Regions from separate parts of the Danio rerio genome. Here region 1 is linked to region 2. A link is a contact called in public HiCAR-type data. All regions are on one chromosome and are shown on one strand. Each heading gives the region's core, a stretch centred on a gene start, on an enhancer-like site or on the middle of the called end of the contact. The rest is flanking DNA. Distances are from core to core; before and after follow the strand shown. Region 1 overlaps lpp (LIM domain containing preferred translocation partner in lipoma). Region 2 overlaps LOC141386287.

What was found. HiCAR-type assays count read pairs that join an accessible place to other places.
Region 1: a contact with region 2 is called in a HiCAR-type map of caudal fin, with 7 times the contacts expected there. The contact joins two enhancer-like sites. A contact is called at or near these places in 2 of 4 datasets of contacts at active chromatin or transcription factors (caudal fin and embryo).

What each region holds. Positions count from the first base shown.
Region 1 is chr6:31,175,075-31,182,090 of GRCz12tu, reverse strand. The region is part of intron 8 of lpp (LIM domain containing preferred translocation partner in lipoma); the gene reads right to left. All of the region lies in intron 2 of LOC141386288 (a long non-coding RNA gene), which reads left to right. Among named protein-coding and RNA genes, the nearest start is that of tprg1, 78 kb to the left of the region's middle. Within about 2 kb of position 2,035, at least 7 of the 62 cell types and tissues checked have an H3K27ac peak or open chromatin away from gene starts, as enhancers often do. A contact at or near this core is called in caudal fin, where this site is marked.
Region 2 is chr6:30,735,915-30,742,931 of GRCz12tu, reverse strand. The region is part of intron 1 of LOC141386287; the gene reads right to left. It also overlaps a transcript of lpp not described here and a transcript of bcl6aa not described here. Among named protein-coding and RNA genes, the nearest start is that of trnaf-gaa, 8.9 kb to the left of the region's middle. Within about 2 kb of position 5,226, at least 9 of the 62 cell types and tissues checked have an H3K27ac peak or open chromatin away from gene starts, as enhancers often do. A contact at or near this core is called in caudal fin, where this site is marked.

The DNA of each region.
Region 1 (7,016 bases), core at 786-3,285, 440 kb before region 2:
GCGAAGCACAAATATTTCCTGGATTTCTCCATTTGGGATTCAGTCGCCCAGACACATCACAGTGTGTGTAAGTACTCCAGGCTACAGCTGTCCTCTTTGGCTGCCTGTCACTTTGGCACAGCTACTCAGCACTGTTTTCAAACACAGACTTTCATGCCTATGTGCATGTGTGGCAACACTGTAAGCCATCACGTTTGCGGTGCCAAAGAGCCCTGATGATTAGGCCTGACAGTTCTGTGGGTAAGATTGTGACATGTCGTATTTTGCAGAGCTCCGTTCACCACTGGGATTTGTCACTTAGATTTGTTATTTAATTAAAGAAATAATAACATTTAGTAGTATGATTTATAAACTTTATCAACACAGTAATATGTTACCCTGGTCCACAAAATCAGAATGTTCCATGGGAAAATGTTTGGCAATATTCAAAAATACATTGTATAAGTCAAAATGATTCATATTTATGACAAAAATCACTAAAATATTAAGTAAAAATCCTGTTTCATGTACATTTGCAGTAAATTTTCTACTGTAAAAACATAAAAACTCAACTTTTTATTGCTAAGAACTTAATTTGCACAACATTAAACATTTATTTATCTGTATTTAGATTTCAGATATAGGCCAATATTGTATAATCTTAATAAATACATCACTGAAAAGGAATTTTTTCCAGCTTTCAGATCTCAATTTCCAAAACTGACACTAATGATGTCCAGAGTCCAGTGGTCCAGGGTCACATGATATAAGACAGCCCACATAGCCTACTCTCAATTGACTTTTTTTGTTTGGGTGTTTTGCAAAGTTATTGACATATCAGCACTCTAATCTCAGTTTGTACATTATTAAAAACAATCTACAAAGCCAACATTTCAAGGCAACACATGGAACGAGCCAAAGATGGTGGATAAAGTGAGAGAAATGTTTAAAATGAAGTCATATTTCATTCGATACTAAAAAGAACAGACGTAATATTTGTTTAGGAAAAGACTTTGTGGTTACTTGGCTACTGCGCTGCTAGCTTAGCAACATGCTAAAAACAAACTACTGAAATCCACTCCCGTAAATCTCCTGTGCAAATCTTCCTGTGTGAGGAACGACGGTTATGTGACATGTGATGATGTTCTTGCCAATGTACTGTACAGTTCCAAATCTGTCACTTATGATGTTAGGAAGCTGCCATAAAAGGCAACTCACTAGGTTTTGAAACAGATCTGTAGTATATAGAGTTTTCAGCTGCATGGACAGAATTTACTGGAAAGAGTCCCATGTCTCAACGCAGCCAAACCCTGTTTGCACTGCCTATGCACTGGGATCATTTCCCATGCTCTCGGTTCACCAGTGAGCTGAGGTGGGGGTCAGAAGACTTGACCCCGAGCTCCTGCAATCCACTCATCATCCTTAGATCAACTCGGTTTTAGATCAATGTGTCAGAAAAGACTGACTGCCGAGGGATCGCCCAGCCTTGGAAAGGCTTTAGGTAGACACGAAAACAATTTGTGTCATTTCTTCCATGATTATAATAAAAATTAACATTATTTCCCAGAGCGACGCTTGTGTACAAACAATGTCCGTTTCACAATCCTTTGCAAATCCTGGAAACGGATAAAGCCTTTAATAAGCTTGCTGCTGAGAACCCTTGGGGCTCGTCTCATAACTCTGAATGGGGAGGGGGAAATATAGAAAGACAGGCAGTCTGTATAGCCTTCAGGAACACAGTCAAACGATTAACCTGAGCCTCTGTGCTCTTCTAAAGGACTTGAACCCGGAGTCTGGATCCCTGCTGCTTACAGAAACATTCAAAAACAGTCCGTTTTCACACTTCAGAGCAGATTTCACACAATGCGTTGTGCCAGAGTCATCGTAGGAACGGCGTGACAGTGAAGTCTGGGTCAGTCAGACCTCTCTTCCCCAGCACGGCTTTTATTCTGACGTCAAAGCAGTTTTGATTTACATGCTGTGGATTTACTGTCCGGTAATAACTTTCAAAGATGGTTTAGGAAAATCTGTGCAGAGCACCACTAATGGCTCCACTGGTGGAACAATAATGAGACGGAGAGCCACTAGAGGGCACTAGACGTCTACTCATGCTCTCTGTTCACTCTTCTCCGCATCCAGAAAGTAATATATTCACATATATTCCTCTTTTTTCAGCTTCATACATTTCTCTAAGTGTTTGCCCAGAAGGCTAAACAAACGTCTAGGCAGATGAGGTAGAATGAATTTAGGTCAGACAGCTTCTTTCTGAGCAAAAGGGTGAGTGGAGAGCACTGAAGTCAATTGTAGCCTCTTCTTTTCTCTTGTTGCTTTTTCAATTTCCTGACAAAGTGCTCCAAACACTCCCTATTCCTATCTATCTATCTTTCTTTCAGACACTTTTCTCTTTCAGGAAGAGCAACACACACTGTCCTATAGCTGGACAACTTGTTTCTAGTGCATTTACGAAAAATAGAGATGTTTCAGTCACAAAGAATGAGTGAAAAGTGACATGATCAGCCTGGAATGTCACTAATAATGACACTCATTTGAAGGACTAAATAAAAGAACTAAAGAAGCTAAATCTGATATTCATGAAGGTAAATCACATGAGCTCTATGCTCAATGTGTATTTAAGCAAAACACTCTGAAGTTACTGGATGTCTTCTTTGATAGGAGGCTTTATCAATTTTACATGATTCTCGGTTTGCTTGGTGGCATAGATTTGTTTTGCACAGAATATTAAAAGCGTATACCCTTCAGTCTCTCTGAAACCTTTTACCTTAGAAACCTTAAACATCTTCCCAAATCAAAATAGTTTTAAAACCAAAAGGCTTTAATACTTAATTCTTGAGCAATGCTCTGAGTCGTCATAAATATATCATGTAGTGCTTCGCATAGAACTGTTTGATTGTCTGTCAGCTCCGAAGGTATGCATTTATTTATATTCTCATTCAAAAATCCAAATGAAAGCATGTGATGACAATATGACCGTATAGACCAAACGAAATCACTTGGATGATTGTAATGATCATGATCATGAGCTGAATTTATATCAAAAAAGGCAAAGAAAACCAAGTCCTCGCTAAGTGTAGCTGAGAGGTCAAAGGTCAGCTGGCTGCTTTGAATGGATGATTCATTGACTACAAAACTGACATTTCAGTTAGCTGAACAGCCTGTGTGGGTTTGCAAAATGTGTTTGATGAGTGTGTGGTTTGGCCTTTACATGCAGAAACAAAGACATTGCATTATAGAGTGTACATAAAATCATTCAGTTATATAGAATTAACTACCATAAAGTTAGTGAGTGTTTTGAGTATTGTATAAAGTTTTAAAACTACACATATCCATGTCTTAAAATAATCAAAATGAGGATGAAAACCTTAAGGGTCTAGCATTAGCTAGTCTTGATAAATGGTTATGGGTGACAGGTCGACAGAAGGTCTTTAGCACTGAGCGCACCGTAAACTAGACTAGAACCAAACTGCCGCTTTGGATCCCTGGGACTGTGAGGTGCTCAGGGAAACTATCTTTTGAGCTACTTAAATAAAGAGAGTTAAAGGAGAGAGAGCTACAGGGGATTGGATATGAATGCAGAGGCACTGAGCCAAGAACTCTCTAAGTCTTTTCCCAAGACATCACCCCACCATTACATTTCAGAGACATTCCTGTACTGACTCCACCATGGCAGTTGCCTAAGATGGTTATGCTGGAACTGAAGAATATTCTAGTATTTTTAAAAAATACAAATAAATAAATATCACATTAAAAAAAAAAAAAAAAAAAAAAAAAAAAAAAAAATATATATATATATATATATATATATATATATATATATATATATATATATTGTATTTCATTTAAAAAGCCATGTTTGCATTCTAATTGGTCTATTTTATGTAGTCAATGATAAAATAGACTTTTTAAAATAAATGAATATTCATTTATTCAAATTAATTAATATATATTATCAAAGCTTGTTTAATTATTGTTCAATTATACAAGACAACATTTTGTTGTAGAAGACAACATTTTCTTATTTAGGCTTATATATATATATGTTTATATATATTTATGTTTTTTTGTTTGTTATATAAATACCATATACCATATTTTGAAACACAAACAAAAAATAAATAAATAAAAAAGTCTAATAAAAAATAAATAAATAAACAAAAATAAATAAATAATACAAAAATAAACAAACAAACAAATAAAAAAATGAAATAAATAAATACAAAATCTTAAGGCTTAAGTAATGACTGCAGAAATTTGCTTTTGGCATCACATAAATATTATATTATTACACAATTCTACTGCACTGGGGTGCATTTCTGAAAACCATCGTTAGCCAACTAAGGTCGCAAGTTCTGGCAATACAAAAAAAGTTTGTTGTTTTGGCGTTTCCCAAATCCGTCGTTCCGACAAACATTCGCAAACTGCATCACAAACTTGTATGCTTGCAACTACACCTCTGGTGCTGTTGTTAGAAACATACTTCCTGGCTATGTTCTATTCCCAGTTAACCTCTCTATGCTAATGTCTAATATCTTTCTGAAGTGGTTTGCATGTGTGAAAATGTAAAAGTAAACCTAAAATAAAAAATAAAAAAATAAAAAATAAACAATAGCATACTTCATAGTCATAATATTAATAATAATAATAATAATAATAATAATAATAATAACCCTTATCCTTATCATCATCATCATCATCTACATCATCATCATTAATATTATTAATATTATTATTAAAGTAGATTTTTTTCCTAATAAATTATAAATATGGAGTTTCATTTCTTAAAATAAGCCTCATTAATTAGTTATATGATTTCTATATGATATTAGAATATGTGTTAGCTAAGTGATTTTATGTCAATTTAGAATAGACTGTGGAATATTCTTAATGATATTTATAAAGGAAACATAGGCTCTATATGTGCCATTTACATATATTTCAAATAATATGGAAAAGCGAGTGCATGTTTTTTACCAAAACTAATATTGGATTTTTTTTAATGCTTGTGTGTGTAAAACAATATAATTTGCACAAATAAATTATGGGGTTCTTCTCTAAAGAAGTTGTTACCTCCCCATTTAGAGCATCATTATGGAGGTTTTACGTTAAAACTACCGTGGTTCAAACGATGAATGTGCAACAGAAAAACTATGGGTTTTGGGAAACACTCGTCACCACATCGTTCTTTTCCCAAACGATGCATCCTACTATGATAGTTTAGCCACGAGTTACGCCATTGTTTGGGAAACGCACCCTGTACGTCTAATCAAATAAACACAACCTTGTTTATTTATATATTCAACAAATATTATTAATAATTCTTCATTTTTGTTCAGTAGCGTATGAGCCCAGAAAAGAGCATCATGTCATGAATCCTGCACCTTCCCTGGCCCCCTGCTTAGTCTTGATTTCCATTTCTAAACTTTCTTCATGCTGTCCACCCTCTTTAGCATCAGCTCAGCAGCAGAATGTGAGCACTGTGGACACATGGCTCCAGATTCATCTCTGAACGAAGCCAAAATGCAGCAGGCAGCACTTGAAGTGACACTCCATCAGGTCAGCTCCAGGTCACACAATATTTTCCTGTCACGAAGGAAGCAACGCAAGTTTGACTCAAAGAAAGCAGCAACAAAACATCCTTCAACCAGTCTCATGTTCTGTCTGACTACACACCTACACTACAGAGGAGCCACACAAGCAGAGAAAATCAAGTGCAGTAACCATCTTCATACTGTTTTATATGAATTGTGGGGACATTCTGTAGGTTTTCATAGTTTTATACTGTACAAACAGTAAACTGTGTAGAGTTTCACTTTCTTAATAAAAACCCATTGTATTTTGCATGATTTGTAAGCCTTTTGAAGAATGCGAAAAAATCTGTAACGTCCTCATAATTCACCATTTCCTATAGTAATAACTGTCAAACCCATGTCATTATTCACTTGATATGTTACACACAAACACACACACACATACCTCACACAGTCAGTTAATAAGGCTACAAGCATTAATATTTTTTTGTTCGCTCAATATTTAACCATTACAAAACATAAGACGACTTGCTAGTATTGAGTACACTACCTGACAAAAGTATTGTCACCTATTCAAGTTTTAGAAACAACAAATAATAACTTGACTTTTAGTTGATCATTTAGTATTAGAAGTGGCTTATATGAAAGGCAAAGGCCTCTAGGTCAAGGGTGCCCAAACCTTTTCTTACGAAACACCAAAAACCAAACATGATTGAGGCTTGTGGGCCAAAGGTAAATATGGTTTGTTTGTTTATTTATTTATTTATTTAATATTCATTTTAATACTCAATTATTTAATAATATTAAAAATAACTAGAAAACATTGCTTTATATTAACTAATATGACATTTATTTTTTAATTTTATAATGAACTTATTACAGTAAAAACAAAACAAAATCTAAATTATTACAAAATGGAGATACACTAGTTTTTGCCTGGATTTGCTCACTGCATAGTCCTCTATCCATCGAGTGACATTGTTTACATTTAAAAAAACTGAGTCATTAACAACGTTTCATTTAAACCTTTCATTTCAGTTTTCTTTAGCTCAGCAATAAAACAAACAAACAAAAAAAAAGTTATGTCAAATTAGAAATGATGATCTTATTCACCTTAATCCTTCTCACTCTCTTCTCAGATGAGGTGGTGGGCCAAATCAAAGGTTACATTAGGCCATCTTTGCTCTAGATTATGCTTATTTTACTAAAATAAATCATGATCATGCCATAACTTTTAATTATTTAATTAGGACAGAAGGTCTGACTTTTCTTAGACAAAAGTCTTGTCACTTAAGATAAATAATGTACAGTATACAATATAAAGCCATGGCACAGTGGGAAAAGAATGTATGACTCCAATGAGCTTGGACGACTGCATCCATACATCTCTGCAATAACTCCAATAACTTAAAAGAGTTCATCAAGATTCTTTGGATTCATCTTCAACGCCTTCTCCTTCATCTTACCCCAGACATGCTCCATAAAGTTCAT
Region 2 (7,017 bases), core at 3,977-6,476:
TATTGCTACAATGCAAACAATCCATTGTATAATAATGGAAAAAATGGATAGTAATGCAAATAAATTCAAATGTGCTTATCCGGTGAATAAATAAACACACTGGGCTTTGTAGAATAAAAAATAGCCAATTATTGAGGAAATATAGCTACTATTTAAAGTAAATTCAATTTAATATAATTGTGTAAAATATGCCTTTTGACACATCTGTTACAACTAACCCTTTGACTGTAACAACTTGGTGGGGTAAATAGTGACATTTTTACTCCTGGCACATTTGGCAATACCGCACAGAAACCATAGGTCTGGCGATCATAATTTCAGTGCTCACTTGTAGAAGAGGCTTGTGTGTTGTTGGTAAAAAAGGGTTTGTCTAATCCCGCTACTTCGTTCATTATTTGGTCAAAACAAAAAAGAGTTCCTTTGTGTCCCGCTCTCCCCTATATATTTCTTATGGATAAAATTCGATACCTATCCATGAAAAAAAAAGTCTGTTAGCAACAGTTGTAGAATCTGTTTCTTTTTATTTTAGGTGAAACATCAGGCAAAGCTGATAGTTAAATAGCGCATAATTGAGATCTCCAATAACTCGGAGAAAAAATCCATCTAGCGGTTTAATTCCCAGTGGCAGCAACTTAAGTCTCTCCAATGATAAGAAGCGCTCTGTTTGGCATAAAAATGTAGTCCAACAGATTTCTCCAATTCCCAGTTCCACAAGAGAGCATGATATCGCAAGAGCGATTCATAAAGGGATTAGGCCGTTTGAGAAATTAGTCTTGCGCCACAATTTAAAGCAAGGTGTGGAGAGAAGGAAATAGCACGCGTTCAAATGAATGGATTTGAAACATCTTCTCTTTGAGATTAGCGCCTAATTAAATCTGGAGGAGTGAGAGTGCATAACCTTAATAGCACACAAGCCTTCGGAAATATACAATATATTTTTAAAAGCGCATCGTGGTTATGTGCGTTTTGTGGAGTTTTGAGTGCGGATGCAACTGCTGAAGACAGAACACCGAGTACTGCATTTCTCTGATAATGATCAACCAGCTCCCTTGACACTTTAAGACAATGACAACAACAAATAAGCTTCCTCGAAAAGTAGTTCAAGATAGGTTTAGAGTAGAGAGAGAGCCAAAGGGATGGGATTGTGTCATAATTTCACATTTTGGCTTGGTGCCTTACAATCCGATCTGCGTTCTCTGAAGGACGACGAGAAATGAGGAAAAAGTATGAGTTACTGTCACTGCTTCGAAACGGAAGCTTCACAGGTTTAACCTGATCTGAGCTCACTCTAAATGCTTGGATCAGTCGTAAACTGCATAGCGAACACACTGCACAAGCACAAACCGGACTGCGTAATTTACACCATCTGACATGTCAGAGGATTGTTTGTTTTTCACTCTTTTTGTGATCCACCAGGTGGCGCAGACCTCAGAAAACATCCTGTACTTGAGGGAAATAACAGAAAGATTCCAAAACACAGAATTCTTTCTCTCTGTGCTCTCCTCCTTTTTTTCTTTTTGGCTTTTCATCAGCTCCTCCTTCCTTCACCCCATTTTGCTTTTAGGCAGCCATATATCTCTAAACTGACCAAACAACTTTTTTGTTGGTGTTTTTGCAAGTGGTCTTACTATGAAAACCAGCAGATTTTAAACTTCTACTGAGATCAAAGAGGCTTTATTTCGGGTTGTAAGGGTGATGCAGGTGACTAAACCCTTTTCCCGAAGAAGAAAATGTGTAAATGGTGTAAAGAGACCACTCTTTTCTGCACTTGCAGAAAGACTCACCAACATCCTGTGCTATACTGTGTTATATTCATCATCAACCGGTCGCTAAGAACTCTGCTAGAATAATGTGAAAAATTTCCACTTGAGCTTTGGCACACTCACCTCATAAACTAAAACTTGAAAACTCGATTAGCCCTCCAAGGTGTGATGCAATCAGTTTCCTGCCACTGTCTCTGAGTCACCAAGATCTTTCCCCAAGTGACTGTGCTAATTTCCATGAGGACTGCTGCTGCTTTCAGCTGCACTCATAGATGAATTTGTTCTTTTGTAAAGTTGTTTTTTCAAATCTGTAGGAAATAAAAAAAAACATGCCAGGTGCTGTTTGAGTAATCAAATCCCACAATCACAATCAACGTATTATTGTAATATCATTCATTCATTCATTTTCTTTTCGGCTTAGTCCCTTTATTAATCCGGGGTCACCACAGCGGAATGAACTGCCAACTTATCCAGCACGTTTTTACGCAGCGGATGCCCTTCCAGGCACAACCCATCTCTGGGAAACATCCACACACACTCATATACTACAAACAATTTAGCCTACCCAATTACCCAACCCACGCGATCGCAGGGAGAACATGCAAACTACACACAGAAATGCCAGCTGACCCAGCCGAGGCTCAAACCAGCGACCCAGCGACCTTCTTGCTTGCTTTGAGGCGACAGCACTACCTACTGCGCCACTGCATCGCTCCTAATTGAAATTGACATGCTGAATTTTTAGACTGAAACATTTAAAGATAAAATCATTAAATTAATTGAAATCAATATCTCTATTGCATTCAATCTGGTGTTTTATCATCTCTTGAACTTCATGGACATACTGACAGTCAAAAGTTATTCATTCAATTTCTTTTCAGCTTAGTCCCTTTATTAATCTGAAACGCCCACTTATTCAGCATATGATTTACGCAGCAGATGCCCTATCAGCTGCAACCCATCACTGGGAAACATCTATACACACTCATTAACACATACAATATGGACATTTTATATTATACATTTATTCAATTCATCTATCGAGTATGCCTTCGGACTTGTAGGGTAAACCGGAGCACCTGGAGGAAACCCACATAAACATGGGGAGAAAAGCAAACTCCACTCCAAAATGCCAACCGACCCAGTCGGGGCTCGACCAAGCGACTTTCTTCCTGAGGTGATTGTGCTACCCACTGCACCACCTTGACAACCAAAAAGTTCTTTAAAAAATATCTATTGACTGACAGTTTTCAGTTTGCTAATAAAGGAGCAAATTAAAGAGAACAAATTAGAATAGGTACCTTAAACAACTGGTTTGATTGGGTAATTTAAATGTTTCCTTTAAATGAATAGAAACTAAATATTGTTTATTTGTTTTGAAACGTTATATGGAAACTGGGTACTCCCCTGGTTTACAGAATGTCCTCCGTTTGTTAGCCTGGAAAGTTCTCTTTACGCAAACATAATGCTCCCTCTAGCTATGAATATCATTCCCAAAACATTTTCTTTAATATTTAATTTCATTTCTATTAAAAAAAAAACAACAACAATGCAATGGAGCCTACAGAAAATACCCCCAGAGGATTCTTAATTAGTTCCTGAAAAAAATAACCAAATGGGAACCAAATTTAAATTAAAACATTTTAATGAAACTTAACATCACCAAACCAAGCAAAATCACCAAAACATTTATTTTTATTTTTATTTTTTATTTATACAGGGACAATGTACAACATGACATGTTGTGCCAGAGTTAGCTATAAAGCTAATTTACATCTGTAATCCCTGGGCATGAAGTTTAACAATATATAAAAATAAGAAAATAGAGTCACACTTTATTTTAATGGTCCATTTGTTGAATTTAAATTGCATCTGCATGCCAGCTAATTCTCATTAGATTATAAGTAGACTGTTAGGCTGGGGTACGGGTTAGGGTAAGTGTAAGTGGACATGTACTTGCAATGTAATTGTTCTTATAGTCAGTTAAATGTCTGCGGAAGGAGCAGTATCAACAGATATTAAGCAGACGGTCTACTAACACTCAAATGGTCCATCACAGGAAATAGTACAATATATCCTTACAGTACAATACACATTACATCAAAGTCAATGAGATTAAATCAAATCAGTGGTTGCATATTTAATTTTCTTTTTTTACGCCAAAATTTTAAGGGGAGTTATTAAAACGTTATTAAAAAGTATTAAAAGTGGTACTCTCTCTAATATGCATTAGAATTTTATTCCATCTTTCTGCTGCTCTGACTGAAAAAAATGATTGTCCAAAATCGTTCTCTTGAGTTTAACTAAACAATTACTTCTAACTGATGACTAGGGTCAGACAGGATCTGCAGACATTTTTTTGCTATTTTTGCAGAGAATTTTGTAAAAAAAAAAAAAAAAAATCTGCGGATTTATGTGGAATTATTTTGGGAGTATCGTAACTAAACACATAATATATGAAATAAAAAAATAATAGCTTTTTAATATTTTATTTAATGTTACAATGCAAATCATTCTAGATCCACTTATTTGGTAAACATAGCGAGTCTATCATATAAGTTATTTACTAAAAGACTGAAAATATTACTTTATAAACTGGATTGTACATAAATCATATGAACACTTTTATTTTAGTCGATATTATCACTGAAATAAATTTTAAAACTGAATAAATATAAGATCATAGACATTTACACAAGTAAATAAATAGACTCAATGATGGACTAAAAATCTGTGGAAATCTGTAGATTTCTGCGAGTCCAGATTCTGTGCAAGCCTACCAATGACCTAGTCTGTCTTAGATTGTCCTTGCAGACATTCACACATTGTTTGAGCGGTGGTGATGGAAGATCTTTAAATATTGCATTAAACACACATCAGCATAAAATAATGAACTTAACATCTACTAAAATAAGCAATGATTGTAGATAACCTCTTACATTGCACAAATCAAGTTCCATAATGTGTCTGTGATTATGAAAAACAAAATAACATGACATGCACATCTTTAGCAAGTTGGTCGAGGATGTTTATGGCGTCAGTGTGGCAGCTGTGTGCCTTCACCCAACCCCCTCAAACCCTCATGCCAGTCCTTGCATGCAGACAGCACTTACCCACACATCTGTACTGCTGCTGCTGAGACAGGCAAAGCGGCAGTACCTCCACCACTCCACACCCCACCCCACCTCACCCCGCCCACTGTGACATCCTGTGCAGATCAGCTCACATGCTGAACCTACCAGACGCCATGGCCCACGCTTCACTCCAAATCTCACCTGTCAAAATATATGTCAGCAAACTAACTCACCCTATATAGCTAATATACATAATAAATGTCCATGAGTTTGACATGCCAACTTCTCATAAACTACGAGAATGTGAATGGTAAATTTGACATGGGATGTAAGTCGAAACATCAGATCAGACCACAGAGAGGCTGGTTTTCTCACCGCAGTTGAGGAGTTGAGTATGAAACACTGTGGGTGTTAAATACATAGCTTTGCTCTTTGTTTTCAGTCTGCAGCCTCCAACATTCATCATGTGAGGTTCTTCGTGATAACCAGTAAAACATAAACAAGATCGGACCAACTAAACCAAAGTTGATGAAGAGTTTTGTGTTTACTCTAATTACATGATGCTATAACTTTCAGTTTTAATTAAGTTACAATTCTGGGAATGATTTTTAATTGGATTTCACCACAGATCAAACTACGAAAACAAAAAAGAAATAAATAAAATCAGGTGAATAAGGGGGTCCAGTCTTCGTATCTGGCTTAAATGATCTAAGATGTTTTGACAGATCCTGGATTTTTTTAATCTTGATAACTGATTACTGGCAAAACTGGTTCTTCAAACAAGTTCGCAAATCAGATTAAAATGTCTCAATGAAGTGATCTAAGATCCCTGCGCGTTTTGTGAAGCACATATCTAATGGCTTCAATGTCACACGGTAAGATCTCAGCCATCATAATGTCAGACTGAACGACAATGAAGATGCGCCAAACACAGAAGAAAACTCACATATGGTCTGTTTTTATCGTGAGCATCAACCAGAACCTAACTGGAATTTACAATTCATCACAGATCAAACTATGAAGAACAAAAACAAAATAAATCAGAATTTTTGAAGCTGATACTGAGTACCGATTCCTTGTCATGGTGATCGGCTGATATAGATTCAGATTACCGATTCTGATTCAAGCTTAATATAACTTTGCCATTGCATAAGCACAGTTAATTTAAGTATGAGATCTCACCTTACATAATATAATAAATTAAGGTTGTTAATGGTCAGAATCAGCTTTACAAAAATAAATAAATAAAACACTTAAAAATGGCTAATTTGGAAACATTGCTCATGTGTTGTAGCGCTGCTGATGTATAAACCGGGTGCGCACATGCATCTTTCTCTGCTTGTAAAAAACGAGTACCAATCGAGTCGTGAAATGTGATTATCGGCCGATACTGATCTCCGGCCGATTAATTGGAGCATCTCTAGTATATATCTAACATTCATCCATTTATTCATTTTCTTTTCGGCTTAGTCCTCTTATTAATCTGGGGTTGCTTATCAGCTTATCAAGCATATGCTTTATGCAGCGGATGCCCTTACAGCTGCAAGACATCACTGGGAAACATCCATACACACTCATTCACATGGACAATTTAGCCTACCCAATTCACCTGGGGCCTCGTGTATCAACGCTGCGTACGCACAAAAACTTTGCGTACGCCAGGTTTCACGCTCAGAATCGCTCACGTTTGGATTTACTAACAATGAACTGAACGTGGGAATGTGCGCAGCTTCACGGCAGCTTTCTGGCAGGCGTACGCACATTTTTAGTGCGTGTCTGTTTTATTTCCATTGGCGACTCCTAGAGGCAGTTGTGTTAAATTCCTCTCTACAAAGTGTCTGAGCCTTGCAATGGCAGCTGTATGAGACGGGTTCAGCAGGTATATAAGGTTTCCATACCATACATTTGACCAGCTAAACATTAAAGCACAATTTGCAGCAGTCGCCTGTTTTCCCAATGTAATCTGAGCAATCTACTGCACGCACATTGCTATAAAAACACTATCTGAAGATGAATTTGCATGCGTGAATCAGAAACATTTCCATTCAATAAATGTGCAAATAAAATATGATGCTTATTGATATGAACTTATTGATTATTCCTACTTGTCTTTCTCGTGATAAATAGTTGGCAAAATCTGATATGTAGCGGGGGAAAAAACAAGAGAGAGTTCATCAGAC